Linked DNA regions of Gossypium hirsutum: region 1 is linked to region 2. A link is a contact called in public Hi-C data. All regions are on one chromosome and are shown on one strand. The core of a region is the stretch at or near the end of the contact, and the rest is flanking DNA. Distances in the headings are between cores, read along the strand shown. Region 1 holds the start of LOC107901317 (actin-related protein 6). Region 2 has its middle 21 kb from the start of LOC107901318.

Region 1 (3,803 bases), core at 980-3,479, 55 kb before region 2:
AATTTACCAAATCAAGTTTGATGCGAGCATATGAGATCGACCCTTCGTGGAAAGAATGCTGTTCACCATGGAAGATACGCTCAAGCTCTTATAACAGCCAGTTGATATCCAGCAACATCTTCCTTCATGTACAGTAGAAGAGAATCCAAGAACCTTAAACCCGAAACCTAAATGCTACATACACAGATGCATTGCATTGGTTCAGATAACATACCTTCAATGAAAGTATCTCCTCCGACATCGAGCCGATCCATGCTCTTCATACTCAGCCTTGGTGACACATGTTGATTCAAAATTGGGACTCGATACCAAAAGTGAACCTCCACGCCACACATCTAGGATCGGACTGACAAGCATATCCCCGAAGATTTTTACCAAATGGATAGAAATAACTTTGCAGAGACATGTACATATTAACAACTTATATACAAGTTAGAGAATTTACTCGTTTTGAGTTGTTATCTTCACTTGATACTCATGTGGGACAAGAGGGCGAAGATCCTTTTGTCTGAAATTTAGAATATAACTATGACTGTAAATCACAGTGTCGTCTCTTAAATTGGGATTAATACAGTCTAATGGTGCAGGAATCAAGCTTACAGTCTTTCGGCAAATCGAGGAAACAATGTACTTCCACCGGTCAATATAATGCTGTTCAAGCACAGGACGAAAAACACTTGTAAGTGGCATGAGTTAATTAAACTTGAAAGACATGTATATTTTTCAAGGTTGCACTTAGAAGAACATAAAACCACCTTTGATAAAGTACAGGGCGAAGATAAGAATGGCACGCATTGACAGCTCGAACAATGCATTCTGCTAGTCCGGCCTCATTCATTCCTGCAACAAGAGATGAAAAAACAATGTCCGCATTTCTTACATCATTGATCTTACGTCATTGATCGATTCCCAAATGAAATGGAAAACCTAAAGCTATACATACCCAAATCTGCAGGTTGGAAGATCATCTCCGGAACGAGAAACCGTTCATTCATTAAGTCAAACTCCTACACAAGGAAGCCAAGAACATCATTGAAAATGTGCAGGCAGAAAATGTAACACATAAGAAGAAAGAGAAAGTTGGAACACTACATTTTTTGTTAAATCCACCCTCTTCCTCTCCTCAGTCTTGGCGATAGTTTCCAACTGATATGCCTCTTTGTTTGGTTCCATGGCAGCTGATGGAGAGGCTCTGAGATGCCTCTGGGCTGCTTCAGGGTCTTCAACATAACCCTTTTTGTGAGTCACACCATCAGGCAATACATAGGTACATCTAAAAAGGTTGTCTTTTCCTTGTTTCCTGTAATGATTTGTCTACATCGTTTAAAAAAATAGCAGAAACAATTGCTTATTCATCACATATTGCAATCGACATTGAAGGAAATATGTATATAAAGAAATGTAGTAATCTCTGTTTTATACCTGGCAATCTGGAGATCTGTTTCAACATCAAGAGAAACAAAGCAGAGCTTCTCTTTAACATCGTCCATTAGAAAGGTTTCATCCATCACGTTAATGGAGCGATACGAAACCAATTCCTTGAGATAATTAGTCAAGGCTTTCCCACCCAAATCTATCCTCTTCACCCCATAATTCAAGGTACAGTTCTGAAAGACAGGGGCAACGTGGGTAAAGGAGAACCCACAGTCGACCACCAAACTACACTGCGCCTCGGAAAGCAGGCTGTCAGGACGGCGGCTGGACTCGTAGAGGTGGGCGAGGGAAGGAGAATCGGCGACGAAGAGGGAGTTGAAGCCGAAGTCTTCGAAGATGAGTTCGTCGGTGGAGCGTTGGATGGAAGGGAGGGAAAAGAGGGGCTCGGTTAGGAGGAGGGAGGAAGAGGAAGGGGAAACGTGGAGGAGGGAGTTGAAGAGGTGGGACCAGATGTCGCGTTGGAGATCGGGGTTGATTAGGTAGCCTCGGTCGATGGGGCGGCGGATAGCGGCGGAGGTAAGGTCTTCTTCGGTGGTAGTGGTGGGGTGGAGGAACTTTTTGGAGGTAAGAGGTCGGTAGAGACAGTTGGGAATTACGACGGCGGGATCGCGCTCGCCTCCTTGGCCCGCTTTAATCAGGCCACCGCCGTTATCGAGTACGACGACGTTTGACATTGGGGTGAAAAGGAACGAACCAATTTGATTCTATAATTCGATTTATTTTTATTGTTAAAATAATAAAATTTTATATCCTTATCCTGAATCCTGGTCTTCTAGCGTGTACACTTGTTTACTCATTTTAAAATTTTGGTCATTTTGCCTTATTTATTTAAAAGTAAGAGAGACTAATTACATTTTTTCCTATTTATTTAAAAATGTGTTGTTAAGTGAGGCGAAATTAAAACATGAGTAAGATTAAATAAATATATCATGGAAACCTCTATATCAAAAATCGGACTACATTTTACTCTCTTTACTTAAAAAATAGATAAATTAATCTATATACTTTAGATTAAAGAGCAATATGGTCATTTTGTTAAAAAACTCATTCATTTCTACTTTTAAGTGATGACCTAACGATGCAACCAAATAGCGATATTTGGTTGCCACATCAACAAATATTTAAAAATTAAAAGATTTCAAAAATATATAACTTTTAAAAATTATTAAAAAAACATGTTTAAAATATCTTGAGATTTAGTATCCTTAGCGTAGTTTTTCATCATAATGTACTTGTAATTTTTAAACAGTATGGTTTAATAAAGTTTCATCTTTCACATTAATATCATTTGTATTTGTCCTCAACAGATTTTGCATGCAAAGTAAAATGAATAAGCAAATATTGGTTCACTGATTACCTAATATTTTGATAATATTAAGTTGCATTATGTGGTCTGATCATAATGTGAGAAGACAACTTATATTAATAGCTAATCTAAATGGTCCATAATTTGATGAAAAAAAATTGAGCAAATCGGTTCAAAGACTATTATGATGTCTATCAAGTCCAAGCAAGGAGATAAATTGTCTTAAGTATCGGAGAGAATGACTTCTAAAAAATAGAGACATAGATATGATTTTCTGGACTGACAATACATTGGACATGACCCAAGTGAAATAAATCTTTATTTTTTTTATGGATTTATTCGCTTCTGATGTTTATAGTGTGACTTACCTCAATCCTTAGTCAGTGAGCACTATGTGTGTGTGACTCGTATACTTTGGTGTATTGAAAGGTTGAGTTCAATTGGTAATAAAGCCGAAAGTTGGTACGTTGGATATACAACTTCTTCATGACATGACTTCATTTACAATAGCGAAACTCATAGCCCATTAAAAGGTAAATGATATCCTCTCATTGGCATTATACGATAGATGGAAAAATAACGTAGCCAAGGGTCATTTTTCTAAGACGGATGATTTGATTATTATGTGTTATTTATTAACCTTTCATAAAAAAAAATGTAATGATTATCATGAGATAAAAATAAGATCATATTTGGTGAATGGATTGAACCCAAAGAGATTAAGGGTAGCCTATGAGTATAACATACATATGACAAGGTTATTGGACGAGCACTTGATAAAAAGCTTTTGTAACAATATATAATGGGGAGAGTTCAATCATGGTACATCTAGTAGATTGACTACATGACTACGTAATGTTGTAATTAATAGACGAAAAGTTAGAACATGATTACAAATTATATGAGCCCAATTTATATATTCAGTCGGTCCTTCTGCTAGCTCATATAACCATGTATGATTTACATTTGAACCGATATTGTAACATCCCTCACCTAGTTCGATCTTTGAACCCGAGTTATAGGATATTACCACAATCAACGGAACAGTTAGAAGCAAAAACTA
Region 2 (3,628 bases), core at 867-3,366:
TTGTTCTAGAGCAGGAGTCAATTTCAGAAGAATGGACAGAAACCTTGATTCAAGCAGCAATCCAACAAGGTATATTTTAATCTACCCTTGTTGAACAAGATTCTGATATAGATGCTAATCTTTCTGCTGTTAAAGAGTTTGTTAGAAATATTACTGAATCTGCTGCTAACCCTATTGAAGAGAATGTGGTTGTTGAGAAACCTTGTTCTGAGCTAGAAGAAGATGACTTTTGCTTTGGGTTCTTTCTTCTTTGCCTCTTTCTTTTGTTATTCATCAATTTTTGTTTCTAATAAATGATTATTTTTATTTTTGTTTTCGCATAATATGGGTTTTTTTGTTTTATATTTAAAATTTCAATCATATTAGATATATTTTTTAAATTAGATAAGTTATAAGGTACAGGGTTAGTAGTGAGTTGCATACCTTCAACACCATCATTCAAGTATGACACTAGGAAAAGAAAGTCTCAAAGGGACAAGAGAACAAGTTATCAACCCAAGAAAACTCTTCAGTATTGAATTTAAATATTAGTTGACAAATATTTTGGTCTTTTAAGTCATTGAGCACTGATTCTAAAAATAGAAATTCATCTTTAAAGGTTTTGTTCAATCTAAGTATTTTAGAGCAATCCAAAGATAAATTGCTAACCAAATTGAAAATAAATATATAATCAAAAACCGAATTTGAAATTTTTGATAGTGGAATGTACCTTCTAACTCTATTTTACTCTTTTTCAATTATATGTTGGAAAATATAATAATATATCAATAATAAATTTTTGATATTTTTTACTGCAGAATATATAAATATAAATATATGATAAAATTATTTTTTGAAAATTAAATATATATATATACATCATGTATATATATTGTGCAAAAATTAAATTATAACTATAATAATTTAAATATTGTGCAAGTTGTTTTGATAGCTCGACTTGGATTAGGTTTTGAATAAAAATGATGTATAGGGAAGAATTTCACTTAGTAGGGAGCAAAGAATGTGGCAAAAATTAATAGTTATTTTATGTTCTTTATATGAGTTATTAGCATTAATCTATAGAATCATTATTGTCATTGCTACAAGTACTATTATGTAAAGTCCTAGACCCGCCATGAAAAATATCACCTAAATTACCGTAAGAAAAGAGAAGAAATTAGGTCACTTGTTTATTACGATGAGCAAATTTGTATCGACCAACTTAGGATGTCTAGATATATGAAAATTGATGAACAAGTTGCTATGTTTCTTTTTATTTTATCCCACCACGTAAAGAATTGAACTTGTAAGGATTGGATTGGTAGGTTTGGTGAGTCGGTCAATAGGCATTTTAATAAAGTCTTGATTTCGAATTCATCATCTTTTATTTAAAAGATGGAAGATGGAAGATGTTGAAGGTAATTTCATTTTGAATTTTATATTACCAATTGTTATATTATTCATTCATTATTGTGATAGAATTACTTAGGAGCTTTAGATGAGACACATATCAAGGTTCAACTTCCATTAATTGAAAAGCCAAGATATACAAGATGGTTGGTTTCAACTTATCAAAAGTAGTGATGAGTAATTCTATTATTGGTATTCAAATTCTAATATGTTTAGTCTATTATTATTGGTTCTAATATGCTTAGCAATCTAGGTATTGATGTGAATGATTTTAAGATATATTTAGTAGACTTGATACATTTATTTTCGATTAAAAAAATATTTATCTTTTTTGGTAAATAGTGAACATGGTTATTTTAGAAAAGAATCATTTCATGGTAAAAAAATCAGGTTAATATTTTACGAGTTTAAATTGTCATTAAGGGAAAAATGAATATTTTATAAAATAACACTTATGAGTAACATTTTAACTAATTTTTTGTGATGTTAAAACATATATTTTATATTGTAATATTAAGAAGCAAATGAGAAGTTTCCAACCGGACATTTTATATATTCACGAGTCACTACCGATTTGGGTATCTAATAAATAAAATGAAAGGCGAAGGACATATTTTTGTATGCCGACAATGTTGAGGATCGAAGAATGGAAAGTAAATGAGTGATAGGGATGCATTTACCTTTATGATTGTCCATCAGAATGAGACCAAAATCGTCTATAATTATTGTCGTATGAAAAGCCAAGACATATGAGACCAAAATTATAGAATAAGATGAGGATGGTTTGGTAGATGAAATGACTAAACGGGCGTTAGGAAGTTGGCTGGCGCCTTGACCTTTGTTGGCCACCAATCTTCACATTCTGGAACTTTGTGCTTCCTCCATCACATCATGTACTTGTGATTATAACAATGGTATTAGGCTCACTTCTATTATTTTCTAAAATATGATTAATCAACGTCCATGTCAAAAATAATATTGTGGAGAGGTTGAGATGATAAATAAATAAAATAACATTGATAGCCAAAGTTAAAAGTTCTGTTATATTACTTAATTTATTAAAAATATGATTTTTCTATTTAATTAAATGGTTAAAAAGATTAAATGAAACTATGAATTTTTCAATTGACAAAAAAGTATATTTTCTATACTATTATATAATATTTTGTCCCCAACATGAGTTTGCAAAATTTGTAATTGTAGCCCATTGTTTTAAGGATAATAAATAGTTGAAATGAGATCATTTTTTTTAGAAATATTTGAATTGTTGTTTGTCGGGAGTCGACAAATATTTTAACGAGTTAATATTGTCATCGATAGGGTTTTGTTTTTCGACTTTGTCAAGAGCCTGAACAAGTTTGTAAAATGACTTTGTTAAGACCTCAAGTTCTTAAGGAGGTGAGGGTTCATAGGGCGAAAACATCTTGTTAGATGCCTGAGAAGGCGGACCGTGCGTGGGGCACAACCACCCACCAAGGAAATCTCAACATTTGCGTTTGGTGGGATTTGAACCCATGCAATATAGCATATAAGGCATTGGTGGGTAAAAATACTACCACTTGGTCTACATATTTCATCCTACACATATTGTCGGAATTACATGTATGCCACTCATCCACTGTTGATAACCTAGCCATTTTGATCAGATAACTATCACTTATCACCCATATTACCTGCAATCTAGTCACGTTAGATCACATTGCCAACTTAATAAGTAACCATTGAATGACGTGTCTACCTATCAAAAGATGACACATGGCATGGAGTAGTCAAACTTAAATATGCCTCTCCTATTCTTTGGTAGACGGATCTTCTTTTTCCTCTTCTCTTTCTCTCTCTCTCCTAATTCTCCAGCTCCTCACTATAGTATCTTAGTTACCTCATCTCTTCACGACTCTCCACCCATATAAGGGGAATTGCTCCTCCTTCACTTGTTACCTCTCTCTTACGCAACAAAAAAACAATGTCTTTTGTAGAGAATGGCAGGGAAATTTTATTCAAAAGAAAATGTAGATCTTTTAAATATAGATGACCTAGTTGGTGATGCCATAGTTGAATTTGAACTTGGATAGATAAGTGATAAGCAAATGATAGTGGGTTATATAGAGGAGGCCACTAATAAAGTTTATTCTTATTCTGTTTTCGACCCCACATCAACGACTTTTGAGTATGCAAATCCTTTACAAGAAAATTAAAAGGAAAAAAATCAATTGATGTTAGATCATTTTGGCAAAATTTT

The links. Hi-C and Micro-C count contacts between places; a contact is called where the count stands out from the background.
Region 1: a Hi-C map of leaf shows a contact between it and region 2, with 2.2 times the contacts expected there. The contact joins the promoter of LOC107901317 here to the enhancer-like site in region 2. A contact is called at or near these places in 4 of 34 Hi-C or Micro-C datasets (all in leaf).

The regions. Positions count from the first base shown.
Region 1 is chrD06:8,524,320-8,528,122 of Gossypium_hirsutum_v2.1, reverse strand. It overlaps LOC107901317 (actin-related protein 6), which reads right to left and starts at 2,229. Exons shown (of 8, transcript XM_016827263.2): 1 at 1,423-2,229; 2 at 1,093-1,300; 3 at 944-1,007; 4 at 756-840; 5 at 601-651; 6 at 446-508; 7 at 215-346; 8 at 1-122. The coding sequence starts at 2,108. The coding sequence ends at 217.
Region 2 is chrD06:8,469,374-8,473,001 of Gossypium_hirsutum_v2.1, reverse strand. No RefSeq gene overlaps it. Among protein-coding and RNA genes, the nearest start is that of LOC107901318, 21 kb to the left of the region's middle. Within about 2 kb of position 2,116, at least 2 of the 9 cell types and tissues checked have an H3K27ac peak or open chromatin away from gene starts, as enhancers often do. A contact at or near this core is called in leaf, where this site is marked.